Linked DNA regions of Mus musculus: region 2 is linked to region 1. A link is a contact called in public HiChIP or PLAC-seq data. All regions are on one chromosome and are shown on one strand. Each heading gives the region's core, a stretch centred on a gene start, on an enhancer-like site or on the middle of the called end of the contact. The rest is flanking DNA. Distances are from core to core; before and after follow the strand shown. Region 1 overlaps Rcsd1 (RCSD domain containing 1). Region 2 holds the start of Dusp27 (dual specificity phosphatase 27 (putative)).

Region 1 (6,669 bases), core at 1,531-4,030:
AAGAGCTCCGGGGTACCTTTTTAATTTTTAAGATAATGTTCCTTCATATCTTCTTCCAGGTGCGGACTAGAGGCTCAATAAAAAGACGTCCTCCCTCGCGGCGATTCCGAAGGTCTCAGTCGGACTGTGGGGATTTTAGAGATTACAGGGCTGTGGAGCCATCTCAGGAAAACGGTGCCAGGGAAGAGAATGGGGATGACGTGTTTGCTAGCAAGAGCAAGGACCCCGGGTCCCCTCAACTCAACCAGGAGGCTATGGCAGACGGGGTGGAGGGAACTCCGTGGTCTGCAGAAAAGCCACGGAGAAGGAACACGTGTAACAGCACAGAGAAGCCAGAGGAGCTGGTCAGGACCCCAGAGGAGGCGAATGCTGGAGAGAAGGTTGGACAGAATCCAGACACAGCTAGTCAGGGTCATCCAGAGGTCCAGGCGCCATCGCAAACCGGCAGCCCAGAGGCTGAGAATGGGTGCGGAAGCCCACGGGAAGAGACAACCCCGGGAGAGCATACAGACACTGGGAAGGCCACTGAAGGGACAGCCTCTGAGGAGAGGGTAGCAGATGAAGATAGGCTCGGACAGAAAAGCCCAGACGCAAATATGCCTGAGGAGGAGGGAGTGGTCAGGGAGAAAGCCCCACAAACCTCTTCTGGAAAAGCAGAAGGTACTACTATCGCAGAGCCGGATACAAAGCAAAAGGAGGAGGCGCCTCTGGAGCCAAGCTGTAGCCCAGGGGCTGACCATGCTGCGGGAGAGATCACCAGTGAGATCCAGAATGAGAAAGCAGTCTCCATGGTAGGTGGCCCTGATGGTTTATGCTGTATCAGGACCAGAGCTGCCCCTATCAGCTCTGTATGCAGAAGCAAAGTCAACAGCGCCCTCTACCCACCACCCACCGCCACTCCCCACCCAGTGCTGACTGAGGAGAGACTGCCCTGTCTCTGTTGTGTTCTGGTCTGCTTCTAGCTGACTGGGTCAGCTTCTGGGTATGCATGCAGTGAGCCAGGATTGGCCATATCTCAGTGACTAACGTTGGCAATGTGAACTGAAGGGGAACAGGGTGCTGCTGCTGTTGGGGTCCTGAAGAGAAAGAGTCTGTGTGTAGAGAGAAGGGTAGGACATCAGGGACACTTCCAAGCCCAGGAGGAGGCTCTGCGTGATATCCACCCAGACCCAAGCAATGTCTCAGGTTGCCTCTGACTAGGGAGGTGGAACACTTCCTGGCCTTCTGTCTTAACTGCTCGCTACCTGTCTGTTTCAACTAGCTCCCAGAAATTCCCCTTAAATTCACCTGTCTGCCTTAGGAGAATCCTGGGGATGCCTTGGAAGTTCTGCAAGGACAACTCAGTGCCCTCCCCAGCCTGTTCCTGACAATTTCCTTGGCCTTGTCATCTTTATGTTCTCCTTTCCCGTGTTGGTAGGTCACTCAGCCACTATGTGCGTCCTACTACAGTAGCCTCTTGTCTGCCTTCCTCCCATCCTTGATAGGGTTCATTCTTTACACAGTAACCAAAGGGTGGGTAGACTGGTGGGTAGTTGGCTGGCTGGGTCTACTCTTGGCAAAATGTCTCACCTCTCTTATTAGGGTTTCCAGACACATTGCCACAGGCTTAGTGGCTTAAAACAATACCAATGAGCTGGGTGCGCAGCGCCTGCCTGTCGTCCCAGCACTCAATGTGAAATGGAAGGTCAATGTAAATTCAAGGCTAGCCTGGGCTACTAGTGAGTCCAAACAAAAAGGCATAGTGAGCCCGTGAAAAAGTTGAAGACCCTGCCTATAAATAAATACATAAATAAGCACATAAGTATAAATATAAATAAATAGATAATAGATAGATAGATAGATAGATAGATAGATACATAGATAGATAGATAGATAGATAGATAGATAGATAGATACATAGATAGATAGATAGATAGATAGATAGATAGATAGATAGATAGATAGATAGATAAAGGAAATGTACTTTCTCACAGTCCTGAACATCAGAATTAGGACTCCAAAGTTAAGCTGTTGATAACCTGAGCCCCTCCAGAGGGCTAAAGGAAAACCTGTCTGTGTTCTGTTAGTTGCTGTCTGCACCTCTGTGATCTTCCCTTGACCTCCCCTCCCCCAGCTTCTGGTCGGGGATCATAAACGTTTGGCAGTCAGTTGCTTGAGGATGCCTCCTCCGATCTTTGTCACCATCTCTGTGTGACCTCTGCTGTATCTGTGTCTCAGATTTCCTCCTCTCTTCTCTCTTATAAGCCACCTGTCCTCAGATGCAGGATGCGCCTTAAAGCCATGTGACCTCTTCTTGAAATCCTGCACCACATCTGTTGCACTCTGCTTTTCAAATAAGATCTTGGTGAAGGACACACACTCTCTTCCCTGGCCCTCCCCGGAGCTGGGCTCTGGCCATCTGCTGTCTGCTTCCTGCAACACACCAGATTCCTTCCTCACTCAGAGCTTCCTGCCTTTCCAGCCCCTCCCAGTGAGAACGCTCTTCTTTCTGATTCTCCTGTGACTACTTCCATCCAGCCTATCCTTCAGGTCTCAGGTGACAGCGACCTCTTCCCTAAAGCCTGCCTTGTGACATCTCAGGCAAAGGAATCTGCTCCCACCCCCCAGTTATTCTCTCCCATAATTCCACTGCATCATTCTCCTGGGGTTTTTGATGTTTGTTTAGATTTATTTATTTCATTTTATGTGTATGCATGTTTTGCTTGCGTATGTGTGTATGTGTAGTATACGCATGCGTAGTTCCTTTGCGCATGCGTAGTGCCTTTGGCGGCCAAAGAGGGCGTCGGAACCTCTAGAACCGGAGTTAGGGATGGTTGTGAGCCACAGTGCGGAAACCAAACCCAGTGACCCTAACCACTGAACAATCTCTCCAACTCCTCCCCTGCTTATTTCTATTGTCTCTTGTGCTATTCCTCTACTATAATCCCAAAACTTACAGTAGAATCTGGACTATGGTAGGTCTTTAAAAATACGTGTAGAGAGAATGAGTGGTTTTTAATCACCTCATTAGTTTCCTGAGACAAGGTCTTAGTTTATAGCTCAGGGTGTCCTAGAGCTCACTGTTAGTCCAAGAGGCCTTGAACTCAAGGAAATCCTTCTGCCTTAGCCTCTTGGGTACTGGGATGGGTGTGTGCCACTATGTCATCTGAGTGGATGGATTTTTAAAAGGGAGTGAGAACCCCTTGGCCTAATGTAAATGGCTCATAATGGTAGAACAGCAGGAACAGGAGGGGCTGCCTGGCTCTGAGGCTCCCCGCAGGCCTCATGGCCTACTAGCATACAAAGGAAATCCTTTTCCAACTGAGCCGTCCTTGAATTAGGGTTAGTCACTAGGTTTAGAATCTTCTGGAACCTGGAAATTCCACTAAATCCCCAGAAGATTACACCAAATTCCCAAACCTTTAGTCCTCTTGGAATCCAAGGAATGCTCCACCAGTGACCCCCCAGGCCATTTCCTGGGCTGGGAGGTTCCTGCCTTTTTGACAGCATCTCCTGGTCCTCAGGGGTCAGAGTCTCCTGGGCTGCTGAGTTGGCAGGACTTTGTTGTTTCAGGAGAGTCTTAGGTAAAGGGTGGCTTCCCAAAGAAAATCCAGGCAAGTGCTATGGGGCAGGCTCTCTGGTCCTCTCTCCTGTTTTATACTCTGTATTCCTAACCTAGAGAACCCTGGCCAGGGGACAAAACACCTCAACCGTACTCTCCCCGCAAATAGCAGCTCAGACAGAGAAAGAAGAGCTTCACAATCCCTGTTACCCCACCTCCTACCCCCACCCCCTACGCCCCACTCCCCCCACAGCCCTAACACACCCCCCCAACCCCCACTCACCACTGAGAGGCAAAACTTTTATACTATTTAGCCCACCCTCCTGGTTTTAGAAAGGAAGGCATGTAGGTCTGGAGATTGTCCAAGGACACCGAGCTCCAACAGTGCTAACCTATTAGGCCCCTGTTCATCAGAGTACAGTTTAAGGAGCACCTCTGCCGGGGTGAATTATCTGTCTAATCTGTGAGGGCTTCTGCTTCCTATCTTCTTTGGTCCCTCTCCAGCCTGATCCAAGATTAAAGTCAGAATGCCTCAGACTCTAGGGCAAAAGGATTCCCCAGAGGCAGAATCTTGGCACATCCCTAGGGACCCAAGCCTATCCTGGGTCTTTCCAGAATACCTGGCTGGCAGAAACAGGCAGTAAACAGTAGTAAGTGGTTTCCCATTCCCAATCTAATGCCCATTTTGGGCTTTGATTGATGGAAATCAATTGATCAAATAAATGAATTCCAGTTGAATTCATTCAAGTCAGCACTGATTAGACATCTTTATGGATGCGGGACAGACTGGGGGTTCAAAGTAGGGGTCATAGGACTTGGGACTCTGTTGATAAGGAAACACTTGCCAGGTGCCGTGACACACACATAATCCCAGCACTTGGTAGGTTGAGGCAGGCAGAAGAGAGGTTCCAGGCCATCCTCAGTCACATAGCCTGCTGAAGGCCAGCCAGGGTTACAGGAGCACACATCCACAAAAGGCAATAGGGATGTCTTCAATTCATCCCACGCTTTAATGTGCCAACCCTAAATATGGGTGGCCTCCCTTACTGCCTAACTTGATTGCTTCTCCTAGTCAGTTTTTCTTTCTCTGTTGGCTGATGTTTTTTTCTTCCACAGCAGGAGATACACATCCTGAGAGCCTGTGTAACTCTGAGAGCCTGTGTTTATCTGAGAGTTCGTTCCCCTGTCTGGGCTTACTGCTTCCTCTTTCTTTCCCTCAGGAAATGCGGTCACTAAATCTTGCCATTGGGGCCCCTTATCCCTTCTGGTTCATACGGGGGCCCCCTCCCTACACTCCACCCACACCCCATCCACACAACTGTCCTTTCCCAAGATCTCTTTCTTTTCTCCCTTCCTTGGCCAACTGCCATGCCAGCTCTGGGCAACTCCGTCTTCCTGGTGTCTGTAATCACAGCTCACTCCCTCTGAATCCCTGGTCCTCAGATCCACCCTATTGATAATCATCAAATTTCTCCTCCTTGCATCCCACTTTGCTAGCCACTGAGCTACCCCACAAACGTGATACTGCTTAGAAGTAACTCAGTTCACACTTCTGGGTTTAGGCTCCCTGGACCCAGCTATGACTATTGCCTGGGGGCCCTCTCACCATGCCTCCATCGTCTCCTTCCTGAGCATCCATGACAACCCCAGCCAAAACCACTACAAACTCAAGAACTTGCTTGTGTCCAGTCTCATCCACTAGGACGGACCACATCACAAGCCCTGAGCACATTTGTAAATGTGTTTACTTATCATCTAAACAAATAAACAAACACAGAAGGACCCAACAGTGCCATTTTTGATGAGCATTGGACAAACAGCTCCTTTGTTGTGATTTCTGTCTACGTGTACAGTCTACTACTTCTTATTTGCAGTGCTGGGGACCAAACCCAGACCTCAGGCATGCATGGCCAGGTCTCTACCTCTGCATCACAAAAGACAGTCTTTTCTTTCATCCTCTCTCTGTTGCCAAAAATCTTGACTAGTAATTCAAGAAGAATGACGTTGAATGGAAAGAGAAGGGCGAAGCTAGGCTTCAAAGAAGGAGGGTGTTTAGTAGCCGGAGTCTGAAGCTCTGGTCCCTGGGATGGAGTCCCAACTGGACCACTTGCTAGTTGTGTAACCCAGGAAAGTCATTTCTGTCTCTGTACCATAATTGTTTCAACTGTAACATAGAGTTAATACAACCACCTAACTCCCATGGGCGAGGTGAAGATTAAATGGTGTGTGAATAAGTACATCGGGAATATTGTCTGCTGGCTCACTCCTACCTCATGAATTTTTTCCTTGTCTCTCACTCTGAAGGAGCTCTGCTGAACGCTGTGTCTTTCTTCCCCGTTCACAGGATGACATCCCCATCGAGGATACCCGAATGTGATGAAGGGCTCAGGGTACCAGTGATGGGGCCACTGGAGACATCTCCTTGGAAACAGCAGCAGTAACAGCAGCAGCAGCAGTGCATGAAGCCACTGCAGAAGCAGAATACACCGAGCATCTGGAGACAGCCCAGGATGCAGGGTGGATGGTCCCCCGTAGGCTACACCAACCGTCTCCTCACTGGAGATGAGAGCTGAGGACAGTAGAGTTTTATCAACTTGAGTTTGTGTCACCTGACGCACGACTCAAAGTTAAATATATTTAAAGCAATTTGGTGTGGTGTCTGCTCCACGACCTTCCTGTTGATCCCCAAGTCTTCCTGCAGCCAACCTCCCAACTAGGCTCTTGTTGAACTTGTGTAAAGTTACGGCCTTTTTCTATCGTTCTAATGTTTTTATGGTTCTCAGACGTAACTTACAACTAATTTTAGGTAGATAAAGAAGGTAGTCTTGTGGAGAATAAGATTCCCTAAGTTACCGAGACCTGAAAACATACCAAAGCCCTCACGACGACCGTTCTGCTTGCTCCAGATGGGAATCAGCTGACCAGTTTCAAAAACTCAAAGAGATATTTATTAAAACATTTAAAGTCGTGTTCCTGCCTGCTCCAAGGACAGGAACTTTTCCCTGTCCCACACAGCCTGGCTGATGAGAACAAGGGGAGGTGATTGATCCATCTCATCCCATCCAAAGGAGAGGCAGGATTCATCCCCTCCACCCCTCAAGGTGCCACCATATGCCTGCCTTGCTCTG
Region 2 (7,628 bases), core at 4,609-7,108, 470 kb before region 1:
TGGTACCTGTCTTTGCTCACTCTAATAATAGCAGCAATAATACCAGCATCCACTGAGAGTTCCACACAGGGTCCAGTTCTAAGGTCTTTGCCTGAAGAAACTATGTGACAGGTACAGTGGGCACTGGCTGCATTGGAAATTAGCCTCTGGGTTTTGCAAACCTTGGCATGGAGCTCTCGGAGGTGAAGTGATTTGCCTGTGCCCCAGTCAGAGGGAAGAGGTCCTCAGAGTGAGAGCATTAAAATGGGCGGGGCATCTGCCTGATGGGCAAGTGTGTTTTGTCAATTACTCTATTTAGAGATGTCATCTATGATAATGAAAGCAGACCAACGTGTGTGTGTGTGTGTGTGTGTGTGTGTGTGTGTGTGTGTTTACACAGATGAGAGGCCAGAGGAGGATATTAAATATCTTCTCCATCCCTCTTGACTTCACTTTTCGGAATCCCGTGCTGAATCTGAAGCTCCCAGTCTCGGCCTGGCTGACTTCCCATTACGTCCTGCCTGTCTCTGCTCCTCAGGGCTGGAGTTTCAGCACGCATAGCTATCCCAACTTTTTTTGTAATGTGGGTGTGTGGGTGCTAAGAATTTGAACTCAGATCCTCTAGTCTTCACAGCAAGCACTCGGACCCAGTGAGTCTTTGTCTCAGCCTCGTTTGCCATTAAAAATAATTCTAGGGCTGGGTAGGTGGCTCTGAGGTTAAGAGCATGAGTTGCTCTTGCAGAGGACCCAAGTTAGATTCCTAGCACTCACATGGTGGCTCACAGCCATTCATTGCCCCAGTTCCAGGGATTCATCAGGTATGCATGTGGTTCACATACATGCTTGCTAGCAAAAACATTCATATGCATTCAAGTAAAATAAATCTAAAAAAAAATCTAAGGTGCCAAATTAAACCACCTCCGTACAACCTTATAATATCTTCCACTTCCCCAAAGTTCAGTGAGCCTGGGCTATCTCGTGAACTCAGTGCCTCTCTCCCAAACACAATCAGCACAATCTATGATGGACATGATCAGGTAGGGAAGGGAACTTTCCATGATTCTTAGCTCCCCCACCCCCATCACACAATGCAGAACGTGATGCCTGCCCTCGAGGCCCAGGGGAGAGCACTGCCCAGAGGCTTATCGGTTTGATCTGTGACAGTACCCAGGATTGGCAATGACGAAGCCACCACTTGGCAGAGTGGTTTCCTTTGCCCCAGGGCTCCAAGACTTCTTCTTAGAGCAGATAGTCATGGAGGAAAGAAAGGTGGGGTGGGCATGTGGTTCTGAGCAGAGCTGGCAGGGGAGAGGGTGAGGGCAGAGAACACACTTTAACAGTGTGTCAGGATACACACACACACACCCCATGCTCCCACTCCACCACCCTCATCCCCCCATCTCCCACCCCTCAGCTATTCCTGCTGGCTGGGTTCACCCAGAGGTCACATGCCTCACACTCCAGGAGAAGGCCACCAGCCTGCTCCAGGCAGTTGAGAATTGAGGACATTTCTCATTCTAAGCTGGGCAAGTGACTGTGTTCTCAGTTTTTGGTATTTCCCTGAGCCAGTATTACTTCTTTTATGCATACATGTGTTAGTAACAGGGTAAAGAACACAGAGTTTTATACTGGTGCGTGCATGTGTGTGTGTGCACATGTGCGAGTGCAAGTCAGGTGTGTGCATGTATGCATGCATGTGCATGGAGAAAAGTCCTGGCTCAGGAAAGGGTCAGAAAATCCTGGAGCAGAGTAGGAGAGGGTGGCCGTGTCCTTCCAGCCTCCCTCTCCTGAGGCAAGCATCCTCCTTTCAGATATGAAGGCTGAGGCTGGCAAATCCAGACTTCCCATCCCTCAGGCACCCACACAATCCTTGTGCCCAATGAGGGACCGAGCAGATGAAGGAATGGGCAAGCCAAGGGGACAGGGGCATTTGTCTCAGGAAAAATGGACCTGCCCATAGAACTTGAACCCGCTAGGCAGAGTAACTGTCCCTCAAAGCCTTGAACTGATCAAGCAGTTGTCCTGCCTAGCAGGTTGTCCTTCACTCCAAAGCAAGGGTTCAGAGGCAGGCTGGAGAGGAAGCCCAGAGCCCTGGAGGATGTGCCGGGTGGTGGCTCAGTTGGTTCTGGGCTTGCCAGGGTGTATTGAACAGTGTGCTAACCAAAGCCTCCTCGGGGCTCCTGAATTTCCTGTTCAGCTCTCACTTCCTCCCGGTGGTTCCCAGATCCTGGAAGCAAGCTGCTGGACAAAGACACTGAACTAGGGTCTCTGAACTAAACTCCTCTCAGCGTTCCTGACCCCCGGTATGCAGACACCCTCAGGCACCCTGCCCTTCTCCACACAACTGCTTTGCTATTTAACACTTAGTTTCTATTCCGCCGCAAACCCATCTGATGCTGCTTTGAGAGGTGGGAGGAGGGGTTCTCTGCCAGGCAGGGAACACAGGGAGCACCGGCCTGTGGAAGCCTGCTTTCCAGCTTGTGGCTCTATGCAGGATATCGAGGAAATTTTTTCCTCTTTAAGTTTCCTGTGGGTGACATAGGTGCTAACATGTTTATGGTCGTGTCTTTTTCTAATTTTAAAAAGACTGGAAAACCAAAACCAAAACCTAGATCAATGGTTCTCAACCTGTGGGTCGCCACCCCTTGGGAGATGGAATGGTTTACCCCCCCCCCCCCACAGGGTCCTTTAAGATCGTCAGAAAACACAGATATTTACATTACGAGTCATAACAGTAGCAAATTTGCAGTTATGAAACAACAATGACAATTTTAAGGTTAGGGGGTCACCACAACATGCAGAACTATATTAAAGGCTCAGCACATTAGAAAGGTTGAGAACCACTGCCCTAGGCAGTAAATCTATCTAGATCCACACCCTGGCGTTTTTGAGAGCAATCCTTAATTTCAAATACTGTGTCTAACCCTTTGAGTTTCTCATTTCAACAATGGACTGGGGGTTGTTTGGGAGCTAACGGAGACAAGGACTGTGTTGATTTAGGACCAGGCCTACAAACTGCCCCCACCAAACAGTAGAATGTATAGCTCTGCTCAGTGGGACAGAGCACTGCTGGGACCAGGGGAAGTGAGGGACACTAGGACTGCCTCTGCTTCAGCAGTCGGTCACACACCCCACCCATTCCCCAGAGCTGGCAGCAGAGGGGCGTACTCACTTGCACAGAACATCCACACCACAGATCCTGCCTTCCCCAACATGGTCTGGCTCCTTTCCCGACACAAGCCCAGTCTGGAACTGGCAGGGCACTGGACAGGTCTGGGCTGTCTGGTTAAAGCTATGGCCTCTGGCCTGGTTCAGCCTGTAGTCCCTGTGACTCTCCTCCAGCTCACCTGGGCCAGACTGGGCCCACATGCCCCACCCAGTCAACGGACTGGCAGGTGAGCTCACCTATGGGGTGAGGCCCCTGCTCCACCTACTCTATGAAAGGCCCCAACAAGAGTCTTCTTCCTTCCTGGAGCCAGCCATCTTCCTGCCTTCTCCCTCTTCAGCAGGAGTGCAAAGTCCTGTGCTTCTCAGAAGGTGTGGACCTCTCATAACTGATGGGATGTTGTTGCTGTGTAATAAAAAGGGAGCGAGCTCAGAAGTGAAAGCTAGTAAAAGCAGGGTGTTGCCCACACTTGCTGAGGCACATTAAGACCCGGCATTGTCTTTTTCTTTGCCCTTCCTCTCTTCTCTGACTCCCACACTGGGACAGAAATGTGGTCTCGGAGGACACAGGAAGTTCCTGTGTTCAGAATTGGTACCCGGCTTGGGAAAGTAGCAGATACACAAGAAACCAAGATGACAATGTATCTTAGTTCTTCCTCTCAGTTTCTAACACCATAGTCTTGTAACCTGGGAGCCCTGAAACCTCACAGTCCCAAAACAACTGAGATGTTTGTTACCTTCGAATAAATGTAAGAGGTGAACCGAAACACCTTTCATCCCAGCACTCAGGAGGCAGAGGCAGGCAGATCTCTGTGAGTTTGAGGTCAGCCTGGTCTGCAGAGTCAGTTTCAGTACAGCCAAGAATATCTATAGGAAATAGCTCTCCGGGAGAGCTATCTGATCAGGCTCTGCCATAGATACTCTACATTATAGAATATGTACAAATGATATTATGTCATTTAAATATTTTTATTTAATAAAATACCTTAGAGTTTTTTTGCATTCATACATACAGCACTACTATGTTCTGCTTAATAGGTAATGAATAATATCACACCACGTGTTACCTTTTCCAAGTTTGTTCATATTTCTACATAGTTATTGGTCTTGGGCTTCCTGGTTTCTAGAGTGTCTTTGTGTTCTTGGGAAACTCACTTTTGATAAAGTGATTACTATAAATGCTTTCCCAGGTGTTGCCTTGTATTACAAATTCCCTGTGTACAGTGATCTTTTCTAACTACCAGGTTTAGTTGGCTTACAAACTTATTGCTTTTCACCTGTTACACTTTGCTTAGTCACAGTTTAGCCTTCTCCTACTGTATATGATGATTTTCCAGTTTCTGGACACTGTCGTCAGGTTATCTTACTCAGGACAGACCCCCTGATGCTGGGTCTCTACTCTGGCTCTCTTGCTGACTCTGCAGCCCTTAAGAAATGAACGGACGTCCATCTGCTCCTTAAATTGTCCTGTAAGGTGTGCTAGGATTCACTCTTCAACGTCCCTTCCCTTTTAAGAGTTATCTTCCAGGGTGTGTAACCTCTGTTCTGTCTCTACTTAGACATCTAGCCGGCTGCGGCTCGTTCTTTCCTGCTGCAGGACTGTGCACTGTGCTCTCTCGGCAGCCCCTCCCCACTATTATACCCATTATATTTTATCCAGCTTATCCTTTAAAGGCCTGCTCCTACATCATGTCTCCCACGAAGCCTTCCCTGGCTTCGCAGCTCAGAACTTGCTCCTTCTTGAGATTCAGTGCAGCGCTCTGAGTCTCTTCTAGGGCAGGAACTCCACTCTTACACTTCAGCTATATTTAGTCTCTGTCTAATGCCTCCTAATAAACTGTGAGCTCATTCATTCATTCAGCCAATCTCTGAGGCTACTACTCTGGGCACGTTTCCATCTAGCTAGGAAGACAAGGGCTATGAGTCTAACTAACTTAGTCAGGTACAGTGCCCAGTGCATAGGAGGTAACTAAGAAATATTTACAAACGTGGAGGCAGATGGAAAGATGGATGGATAGGGGAGGGGTCACTGTGGAGAGGGTGAACTGGAAGCCACCAGAAGCATGGAGGCAGGTAGAAGGAAGGATGCACGGACTCTCAGGACGTCGAGCATGAGAGGGTTAACTGTGGGCAGTTGGGGACTGCAAGGATGGTGGCAGAATGTCATGAGTTCCACCATAGAGTGGGTCATGAGTCTTTTGGAGTTTATCAAGTCTTCCGAATTCTTACGTTACTCCCTAGTTGCAACTGGCCACTACCAGGGCCATGAATGGTGAGGCAGAGATATGAAGGGAAGGTACAACTTGTTGTCAGGCTGGTCTCAAGCCATGACTTCTCTTTAATCAAAACATGGTGTTCTCCCCATGCCTGGCTGAGGGCCAACCTGTTCTGTATAATTGGTATTTTCCTTTCCTAGGCTTCCTCCAAGATGCTATGAGGTAAAGTTAAGTTCGTTCCAAATGTGCTGATTTGGATTATTTTCAGAAAGTGCTTTGAGGAGCCAGCCTCCTGCGGGAGATGGTTTTCTCTAGGTCCTTGTGTCACAGCATGAGCCTGTTCTAAACCCACTGCTAAACATCAATGTCTGAGAATCAGCCGGAAGGGAAAGGGTTAAGTGAAGCCTGCATTCCTTCCTCCCAGAGAGCTGCCATCCTATGGGGCCAGAGGCTAAATTTAGAGACTGGCTAAGGTTTCTTGTTAACAGCTGTCCCTCAGAGCAGAAGCACACCAGAGAAGAGAAAGCTCCCGTCCCTCTCTAGACCAAACTTCTGGTCACTTTCCTGGGGTTCTTGGTCCTTGGTGAGGACACACCAGCACAAGGTGAGTGTTCGTTCCCTTCTGTGGTGAGCTGGGACTTAGACTTCAGGGGTGCCAGTCTGCCCTGAGTGTCAGGCCACAGCCATAGCTGGGACTAGCTATCAGGGACTTTTTGTGCCTTAATAGGTAGGCTATGGGGTGGACCTTCAGCCCAAGGCCCTGAATGACACAGAGTCAATAAATATCACTGAAGGGAGCCTGTTTTCCCTTCCAGTAAGATAAAAGGTGTGTACATTAATGTAGTTGGAAGGGGGACTTCAAATGTCCTTTTTAGTCTGGGGAATCCACCGCCTTTCACAAACCTCCCACACTACAGTTAAAATAAACCTTTGCTTTTCCTCTCTGCTTCCCTGTTAATATCCACGAAAGGAGTCAAGATGTCACTTCTTACATATTGTGTCACCTCATGGTATCCTTCTAAGGACAGTCGGCCTTCATCTTCTTGGTTTCCCTATGGCTCCTTTACCCACTCGGGTATTAGCACGCCCTCCCCTCCCCATTCTCAGTCCACCAAGGTGACATTGGTGACACGTCCCCCTCCCCCTACAAAGCCTATGGAATCTAATTCCCTAAACAACCTCTTCCTGTCAGGCAGACAGAGGCTGACAGGCTGACATGGCTACCGGTGGAGACGCAGAGGAGGAGCAGGTAGTTCCAAACGAGGAGGATGAAGCAGATGTGAGAGCTGTACAGGCCCGCTATCTCCGGAGTCCCTCCCCAAGCCAGTAAGTGGGCCACTGCTGAGTGTCATAGGAGCCAGTCAGCATGACGCTGGGCTCTATTCCCCAGGATGGTGGACTGAGGCGTGGTGGTGAGAGCTAGACGTTGGTCTCTCCAGAATGTGTGGTGCTGTGGGCTGGTAGGGTGGGGGAGGGGTGACAAGCACACAGGGAAAGACCAGAGGCTTCTGGGAGGTGCTGCTGCTGGCCTGAACCTGGAAGTAGGAATTTGGCAGGTCAACCGACAGGATGCACTTGATTCACCAGGACCAGGGCTGGATATGGGGTTGAGATGCCAGAAAGTCTAAGAGGAGAGATGAAGAAGGAATGAGGACCAAGGGCCAAGCCCTGGTACTAAAATTATTTTGTACCACAATGGAGGTGTTGATTTTAAAGAAAATACCATATATTCCCGTTTTCTTCTGTCACGACTGAGAACAGAGACCTGTTTCTGTTCTACCGTAGTACCATAGCTCTGTTGACAAATGATGTGAAGAATCACTAAGGTCTTGAGCCCATGTCTGTCTCCCTGTCAATCAAAAGAGAAGCTCAACTAAGGTATCGCAGGGAACTGTTTCCTCCCCCACTTCTCACCTGACGGGGGACTGAACCAGGGCCTTAGAGCATGCTGATCTTCCCTCTACACTTTTGCCCTCAGAACCTTGACTTCTAAGCATCCATGGCTTCGTCTTCACCCAAGTGTTCCTGAGTTCTCTTGGAGTCTCCCTCACTGGCTTCTGCTTCTCAGTGTTCAAAGCTCTCTGGTGAAGGAAGACAGCTCATTAAATAAGCTATGAGCTTTGGGGTTGTCTAAGACCCATGAACTCACCACGCATGGGTCAGGAACTCGGCCCAGATGGAATTTAGAGATTTCACCTTTAAAGTTCAGCATCGTGTGACAGACCTAGAAAAGCTATCATAGTTAGAGATTTAAGATGGTGTTGTACT

What was found. HiChIP or PLAC-seq counts read pairs in DNA pulled down with a chosen protein or histone mark.
Region 2: a contact with region 1 is called in an H3K27ac HiChIP or PLAC-seq map of embryonic stem cells, with 5 times the contacts expected there. The contact joins the promoter of Dusp27 here to the enhancer-like site in region 1. A contact is called at or near these places in 1 of 484 Hi-C or Micro-C datasets (the G1E-ER4 cell line), 11 of 115 datasets of contacts at active chromatin or transcription factors (acute myeloid leukemia, bone marrow-derived macrophages, embryonic forebrain and 7 more) and 1 of 9 other capture datasets (embryonic stem cells).

Annotation. Positions count from the first base shown.
Region 1 is chr1:165,649,427-165,656,095 of GRCm38.p6, reverse strand. Rcsd1 (RCSD domain containing 1) reads left to right here. Exons shown (of 7, transcript NM_178593.3): 6 at 60-791; 7 at 5,886-6,669. The coding sequence ends at 5,918. Among named protein-coding and RNA genes, the nearest start is that of n-TPcgg2, 10 kb to the right of the region's middle. Within about 2 kb of position 2,780, at least 21 of the 459 cell types and tissues checked have an H3K27ac peak or open chromatin away from gene starts, as enhancers often do. A contact at or near this core is called in embryonic stem cells, where this site is marked.
Region 2 is chr1:166,126,128-166,133,755 of GRCm38.p6, reverse strand. Dusp27 (dual specificity phosphatase 27 (putative)) reads left to right here and starts at 5,858. Exons shown (of 6, transcript NM_001160049.1): 1 at 5,858-5,964; 2 at 6,557-6,686. The coding sequence starts at 6,577. Gpa33 (glycoprotein A33 (transmembrane)) reads right to left here and starts at 3,535. Exons shown (of 7, transcript NM_021610.2): 1 at 3,152-3,535. The coding sequence starts at 3,194.